Regions from separate parts of the Mus musculus genome. Here region 1 is linked to region 2. The links are chromatin contacts, called in public HiChIP or PLAC-seq maps. All regions are on one chromosome and are shown on one strand. The core of a region is the stretch at or near the end of the contact, and the rest is flanking DNA. Distances in the headings are between cores, read along the strand shown. Region 1 overlaps Mbnl1 (muscleblind like splicing factor 1). Region 2 holds the start of Mbnl1 (muscleblind like splicing factor 1).

Region 1 (3,453 bases), core at 401-2,900, 130 kb before region 2:
CTTTTTTTTTTTTTTTTTTTTTTTCCACCTGCGGAAAGAACATGATCTACAGCAATTAAAAAACAATCACAGAACAACTACAGGTGTGCTGTTTGGTTTGCCTGTTTATGGTTAAAATTTTGTGAAAGTCAATAGTTATTTTCAAGATTTCATTTTGTGAACATTAAACCACTGAAATTGGTAGATATCGATCTGAATAATATATGTCCTTAGCATAGTTCTTTCTCTCTTTTTGTTGAAGTTTTAAACATGCAGTAGTTTTGAAAACAATGTAAGGGATATCTGATCCATGATTTCATCTTAGTGGCTGAAGTACCTGCTATTTTTTGGTAATGATCTTCAGGCAGATTTGGCCCAATGGAGTTTTGTCAGTCATGAGATCTTGGAAGGATGGCAAATCTTTCCAGCTGAAAAATCCTGGCAAACTACAAGCTGTCCACAAAAAGCAAAGCGACGTGTTTGAAGGGTATGGAGTGCTAACTCTGTGCCACTTTTGCAAGCAATTTTGCTCAGTCTGTCATTTCATTAGCCTTAACAAAACTCCTTGTAATTATAGACGTTTTTATTCAAAATAAGATCTTGCTATTATACAGGTTTCTCTCTTTTGACTATATACAGAAGTGCAAAAAGTCAACCTTCTCTCTAGACTTTCCAACATGCTAAATTGCAGCATCATCAACCCTCAAGAGTTTGCACACACGCTAAAATTCTCATTACGTAAACTTTGAGTATTTGGATTATCAACAAAAAGTCCCTTGTTCTATTTATTGATTATGCAGCTTATTTATAACAAGGCCTGATATTCAGGGATTTCAAAAATATTAAACAATACTTTAACATTTGAAATGGATACAGTAGAAAATAAATTTTATTCTAATATCTAGGATCTAGATCTTCTCATAATAACTAATTACAAACAAAATAAATCATCAAAATATTACTCAATTGTCTGCCAGGATTGTTGCCATAGCAACAACTTAACTTCTTACTTAGCAATGATTATATATTTATAAGATATCCATATAAAAGATCTTTGTTCTTTTAATGAAAACTAGACAAGAACAATGACTGACATTCTTACACTGTAATATTAAATCAGTAAAATATAAATCATTTAGTTAACAATAATACGGATATTCATATGACACTACATGTAATTTAAAACTGAGTATGTTATGAAGAAAAAACTACTTTAATTTTTTTGTATTTTGAAAAATTCATTGGTAAAATCTAATAAAACAATAGTCTAAAAACTGAAATGGTATTCAACTGTTAATAGAAAATGAAAATCCAATAAATGTAGGAAATGAAAAACTACATTTTAACAAGAAAAATAAGTAATATTCTATAACGTAACTAACTACAATAACATGTGAAGTCACCATTACTCTCTTAACACGATTGAAATTACATTGGTATGGGTTCCAACCCGTAATGTAATAATCTAAGGCTTTAATAGATGTACAGTACAATCAGGAAAATCAACACATCAGTCTTATATTAGAAAGCATCTCTCTCAAGCATAAAAACTTGCAGTAAACTTGGAAGTATGGAAAGTTCTATAACAGAACTCTCACTTCTCCCATTCCACACTAGAACTGCCAGTGACCTGGCCCCTACTCAGCGATTTTAGAACTGCTGAACAGAGCAAAAATAGCCTTTCCTAGCTGCAACATCCAAACCACAAAAAAGGGGAATTCCTTTGGATGAATCCATTCTTAAAAACTGAATGCACATCTATTTTTAAAATTTTTTAAAAGGCTTTCTAAGGCTATAAGCAGTTAATCTGAACAAAAGAATCACATATAAAATTCACCCATGTACTTAACCCACCCAATTACTAGGTTAATTAAACATTTCCCATTTTCATATTTTGGTTTATCATGCATCTGATGACAGTGCTGTTCTCTTTGTTTAGAGTCACTATTTTGAATGTGACTGTGATGAAGCGTTTAAGCAAACGTGAACCCATTTCTGCAAAGCATTTATAGTCTTTTGACTTTTGACAGAGGCTATAAATAGAAGCAAAATAATTTCCTCAAACATTTTTTGTTATTGTGTCTCAGAAATGGCATATCCCTTTTGAATAACATGTTATATAGTAGAGTATGCATAAATATTACACTACAATGCATTAAAATAATTTTATATATCTATCATATATATCTCCAGTATGTGAAAGGTTATCTGTATTGAGTTTGTGTTGTGCTGTCTATTGTTACTGTAAAGTTAAATTGGCCATTTCTGAGACAGCTTTGGTTTCAAAAACAAAAAAGAAAAGAATGGTGCCCTTTGATTGATTAGTACTAGCAAATAAGCAACAAAATGTGGCTCCAGAAACAATAACACTGAAGAAATAATACTCTAATTTGATGTACAGTCTATGGCACTTCATGAGAATCCTTAACAACATGGTACTTAAAGCCATGGTGTGCTTTAAAATATACACAGTTGTGGTTTTGCTTGGCACATTCATCTGTCAGTTCCCTCCCTCACCATGTCGTACAATCTATTACAGTAAAAATATTACTCTCAAACAAAAATGACTCTGCATGCGCGCTCTCAGCTCTAACGGCGATTTTAAATACAAGGTGCACCTTGGTTACTTGTAAACCTTGAAAGAAATAAACTTATTTTTAAAAAATTATATCTTGGTCTACAGACGTACCAATACATAATAGAATCATGGTCACACCATAGTCTGTCTTTTCAAGATGGCATGAATATATAGGAAACTAATTACGTATGCATATTTTAATGCATAACTCTGTGCTACAAAAGAAAGACAATGTTGTTGTTTTAGATAGGAATATCACCTCAGCACAAATACCAACTGAATGTACAAAGTGTGTAGGCAACAGTGTGCAGCAGGTTCCCATGTTGTCGTTTCTTCTGGTTAACATGCAATATGTGGATGTCTTGTGGCTGAGGGATTTTTGTATGTGTTGCTTGACGGTATATACAATATGGCTAATGACGTCGTCCTTACTCTAATCAAGCACACTGTCCTTTCCTCTTTGTATGATCTAGAATAGGAAAAGAGACAGTCTTTGTTCAAACATATAAATAATTACTTAAAGCATTTTTCAATATATAGTAATATACGTATACCACATACACACAGACACATACACACACACTCCACACACATCTTGATACATGGTCAACATGTTGACAAAAACTCCTTTAAACATATAACCAACAGAGTAGTGTGCTTATTTCATGCACTTGACCGACTATGAAGAAACAACATTTTAACCCTCCCTCCTTTTTTGAGACAGGATCTAACTGTATATCCTGCCTAACCTGGAGCGTGTTATATAGACCAGGCTCTTCTTGAATTCACTGAAATCCACTCATATTTGCTTCCAACATGCTGGGATTAAAGGTACGTACCATCATATCTGGCCAGAACTACTCTGAGAAAGTTACAAATGGACAAATCTTTTTCTT
Region 2 (3,311 bases), core at 491-2,990:
TTCTTGAAAGCTAGTTTAGCTGTCACCAACTTTTAAGGAGGCAAAGATGGAAGTGACAGCCACGTGCTTTCTCCCGCTGTGAAATAACTCATTGTCTTCAGGCTACCAACTACATAGTTAACACATCTGCCTCCTGAACTAAATTGTTCAAGGATTCTGCAGTCCTTGAACTTTCACTTCAACTTATCTTTGGGGATCAGAATTTTATCTTACAAATAGGACCAGGTAACAACACCAACATTGTAAAGCCATAGACAGAGACAGCCTGGTTTGGAAAGTTATGGCCTAAGTAAGTTCCTTGTATGAACACTGTGTTGAAACCCAGGAAGGAGGTCTAACATGCCCACTAGTGTACTATTTCAAAGCATGCTGCAGAAGACCTGCGTATCCAAAGGCCGTAATTATGACTTCCCTCTCCTTGAATTAATTTGTTTGTGAAATAGCTCAGAGTGTTGCAGACTTTATTAATCACTTGCTATGGTCTGTGCCTGTGCTGGTGGACACAGAAACCTAAAACAGTGGCAATAACCTTCCAGGCTGCTTCTAACTTTGTTTTTAATCCTGGGGATGCATACCGCACATAAACCCATCTTAGCAGCGTAATAGGCTTGTCTCAACACCCATGTAGCTGTAAAATGCTGTGGGCTAGCCAGGAAGGCTTCAGCTCCATTTATACATACATGCATGTGTGTGTGTGTATGTGTGTGTGTGTGTGTGTGTGTGTGTGTGTGTAATTTCTTTAAATCTCACGTTACATCCTCTAAAATCAAAGTATTCTCATATGGCACATTACTAACAACATCAGACTCGGTCTTTTTTTTGGGGGGGCGGGGGGAGGAGTGAGGAAAGGTTTCATATTTCTCTTGTTTTTATTTAAAAAACCAGTCCATATACTGACTACTTATCATGAAAGCTGTTCTACCAGCCTACTGTGGCTCCACCCGGAAAGCTCTATACTTACTTTTCTTACAGTTTTTGAGTGACGCACTACAAAACCACCAGAAAGGGAGGAAAAGCGGCAGCCCTCTCAAGCAGGGCGTCTTCCTCCCTGTAAACTTGGCAAAAAGCACACTGGACTGAAATACAGCACTCTCCATATAAGGCAGCCCAACTAAACATGTCATGCGTAATTTATGGGTGGCAAGCAGAGCATTAACCTCTGCGTGCACATACTTGGCCCACATGAAGCCGGTGCTGGGTGGCAGCCCCGGCAGAGGGATGCGGGCGCGGCCGGGACCCGCGCGACCAGTGGCCGCCCCCCGTCGACCCTGGCAGAGGTCACCGAGTTCACAGCACTCGGCCACGCACCTGCCCCGGCTCACCGGCCACTAGTCCTGTCCCGCGGCGCCCCACGGGGGCCCGCAGGGAGGCGCGGGACAGGGCCGGTAGCCGCAGCGCGCGATCGCGGTGCGGCCCGGGGACCCCCGAGCGCCACCCGAGGCCGCCGCAGCGCCGCCCGCAGCGCAGAACAATGCGCGGCCGCCCCGCCACTCACCTCTCACGTGGCCGTGCAGGCTGCCCGCCGGGGCCCCGACTGCCCGGGGCATTGTGGGATCGCGACTCCGGGATGCCCGCCACGGGAAAGGGAACTGGCCGGGTCCGGGTCACGGGAGCATGGCGAGCGCCCCGACTCGACGGGCTGCGGCGAGAGACTGTGGCATGTCGCCGTGCAGCCTCTTATCGCCGCGCGCCGGTTTCCGCCGCTGCGCGGCCCCTCCCCCGCGCCAGCCCCGCCAGGAAGGCGCGCGGACGCGCAGAGCTCCCACGCGCAGCCCCGGCCCCCGCCCGCCCGCCCGCTCGCTCGCCCGGGCCCGCGCCGCTCACCGCCGCTCCAGCTCCCGGGGCTCCGCGCCCAGCCCGCGAGGCCCGCAAGGTTAGACGGAAGGTTAGAGTTAGCTGCCCGGCCTGCAGCAGCAGAAGCAGCGCATCGCCTGGAACCTGGAAGGCGAAGGGCGGGAAAGAAGCTTGCACGGGTGTTGGTGGGTATCTTTCTCAGCACTCACAGTTTTGGAGTTCTGCGAGAAAACTGATCGTCACCCAAACACAAACCCAGGCCACCTTCCTGTCCTATCGGCAAATAAAACTTGCAGTTTAAAGGCTCCCTTACTTCCAACTCTGCAGTGTGGTGTACAGAAAGCAAGCAGGGCTCCCTCTTTTAAAATAAAATAACATCTTAGGCGCTGCAGAGGTACTCCCACGCAAACAAGCCCTGGGCAACTGCCCGCCTGAGCAAATGAAACACCAGCTCCTAGTTCATTAGCTGCTGTCCTGTAACTTGGCTTTGAAAGAAAAGAATTCTGGGCTTCTGAGAAGAGATAAAGTTTGAAGATCTGCGGACGGGATTTCCAGTGAATTTCAAGGAATTCTGATAACTTCGTCAGGGATGATTTTTAACTATAAAAACGTTTGTTTCATGGTTTGAACATGAGTTGAGGTGAGTGAATGCAAACTGGATTTCTCCCTCCCTGTTTCTGTTGAGTGGGTCAGGCACACTCTCCTAGGCGGAGTAAATAAATAAATAAATAAATAAAGTACTCCACTAGTTTGCAGAGGTACTAGTAACAGATCTTGATCCTCTGCTGGTCCATGAAACACGGACTTGCTGCTTACTGATCCCTTCCTGAAATAATTAATTAATTAACTAGTACCACTTCTCAGTGTTAATTATTAAAAGTTCCCAAGTCCCCAACAATGGAAACAAAGTAGAATGACAGTAGCATTTTCTCAGAGAACAGAGACAGGGAGTTTCTAACTGACAATTAGTAACCACCAGCGCCTGAGGACTTTCTCAGCATTCATTCCAGCAACTGGATGGAATGTGAGCTATGGCAGAAGTAGTTAAGTATAGGTAGGATGGAGGTAAGTGCAGGAGGATGGAGTACACGGATTGTACTTTTTGGAGCAGCATGGTAGAAAAGAGCACCAGCCAGCTGGTGCTAAGATGGTAGGCAAATATCCAAAATGCCCTTGAGAAAAGGAGGGAAGGCTCCCTGGAGGAACTTATGCAAGCAGCGCCTTGAAGGATGTGCAGAAGTTGCTAAGATAAAAAGAGAGTTGCCTGGATAGGCTAGCTGGCTAGGGAGATGACTCCTGCGTAAAGAAGCTGGAGCTCAGGTCTGAGAACCTGAGTTCAAATTCCGAACATCTAGGCAAGTGTCTGTAACCACAGTGCTGGGATCAGGTAGAGAATGGGAGATATTCACAGCCCATTAGCCAGTTAACTCTGAATTCCAGACTCAATGAGAGACACTCAAAAAAGTAAGTAATAAGATGGAAGGTAAATTTCAGAAGACACCTAATGTGGACCCCTG

The links. HiChIP or PLAC-seq counts read pairs in DNA pulled down with a chosen protein or histone mark.
Region 1: an H3K4me3 HiChIP or PLAC-seq map of bone marrow-derived macrophages shows a contact between it and region 2, with 3 times the contacts expected there. The contact joins the enhancer-like site here to the promoter of Mbnl1 in region 2. A contact is called at or near these places in 1 of 15 datasets of contacts at CTCF or cohesin (the NIH/3T3 cell line), 34 of 484 Hi-C or Micro-C datasets (the AML12 cell line, the BV-2 cell line, the C2C12 cell line and 23 more), 25 of 115 datasets of contacts at active chromatin or transcription factors (the HPC-7 cell line, the NIH/3T3 cell line, PVALB interneurons and 21 more) and 3 of 9 other capture datasets (adipose tissue, liver and pancreatic islet).

The regions. Positions count from the first base shown.
Region 1 is chr3:60,625,953-60,629,405 of GRCm38.p6, reverse strand. Mbnl1 (muscleblind like splicing factor 1) reads right to left here. Exons shown (of 10, transcript NM_020007.4): 10 at 1-3,026. Among named protein-coding and RNA genes, the nearest start is that of Mbnl1, 130 kb to the right of the region's middle. Within about 2 kb of position 1,650, at least 4 of the 459 cell types and tissues checked have an H3K27ac peak or open chromatin away from gene starts, as enhancers often do. A contact at or near this core is called in bone marrow-derived macrophages, where this site is marked.
Region 2 is chr3:60,499,608-60,502,918 of GRCm38.p6, reverse strand. Mbnl1 (muscleblind like splicing factor 1) reads right to left here and starts at 1,740. Exons shown (of 10, transcript NM_020007.4): 1 at 1,496-1,740.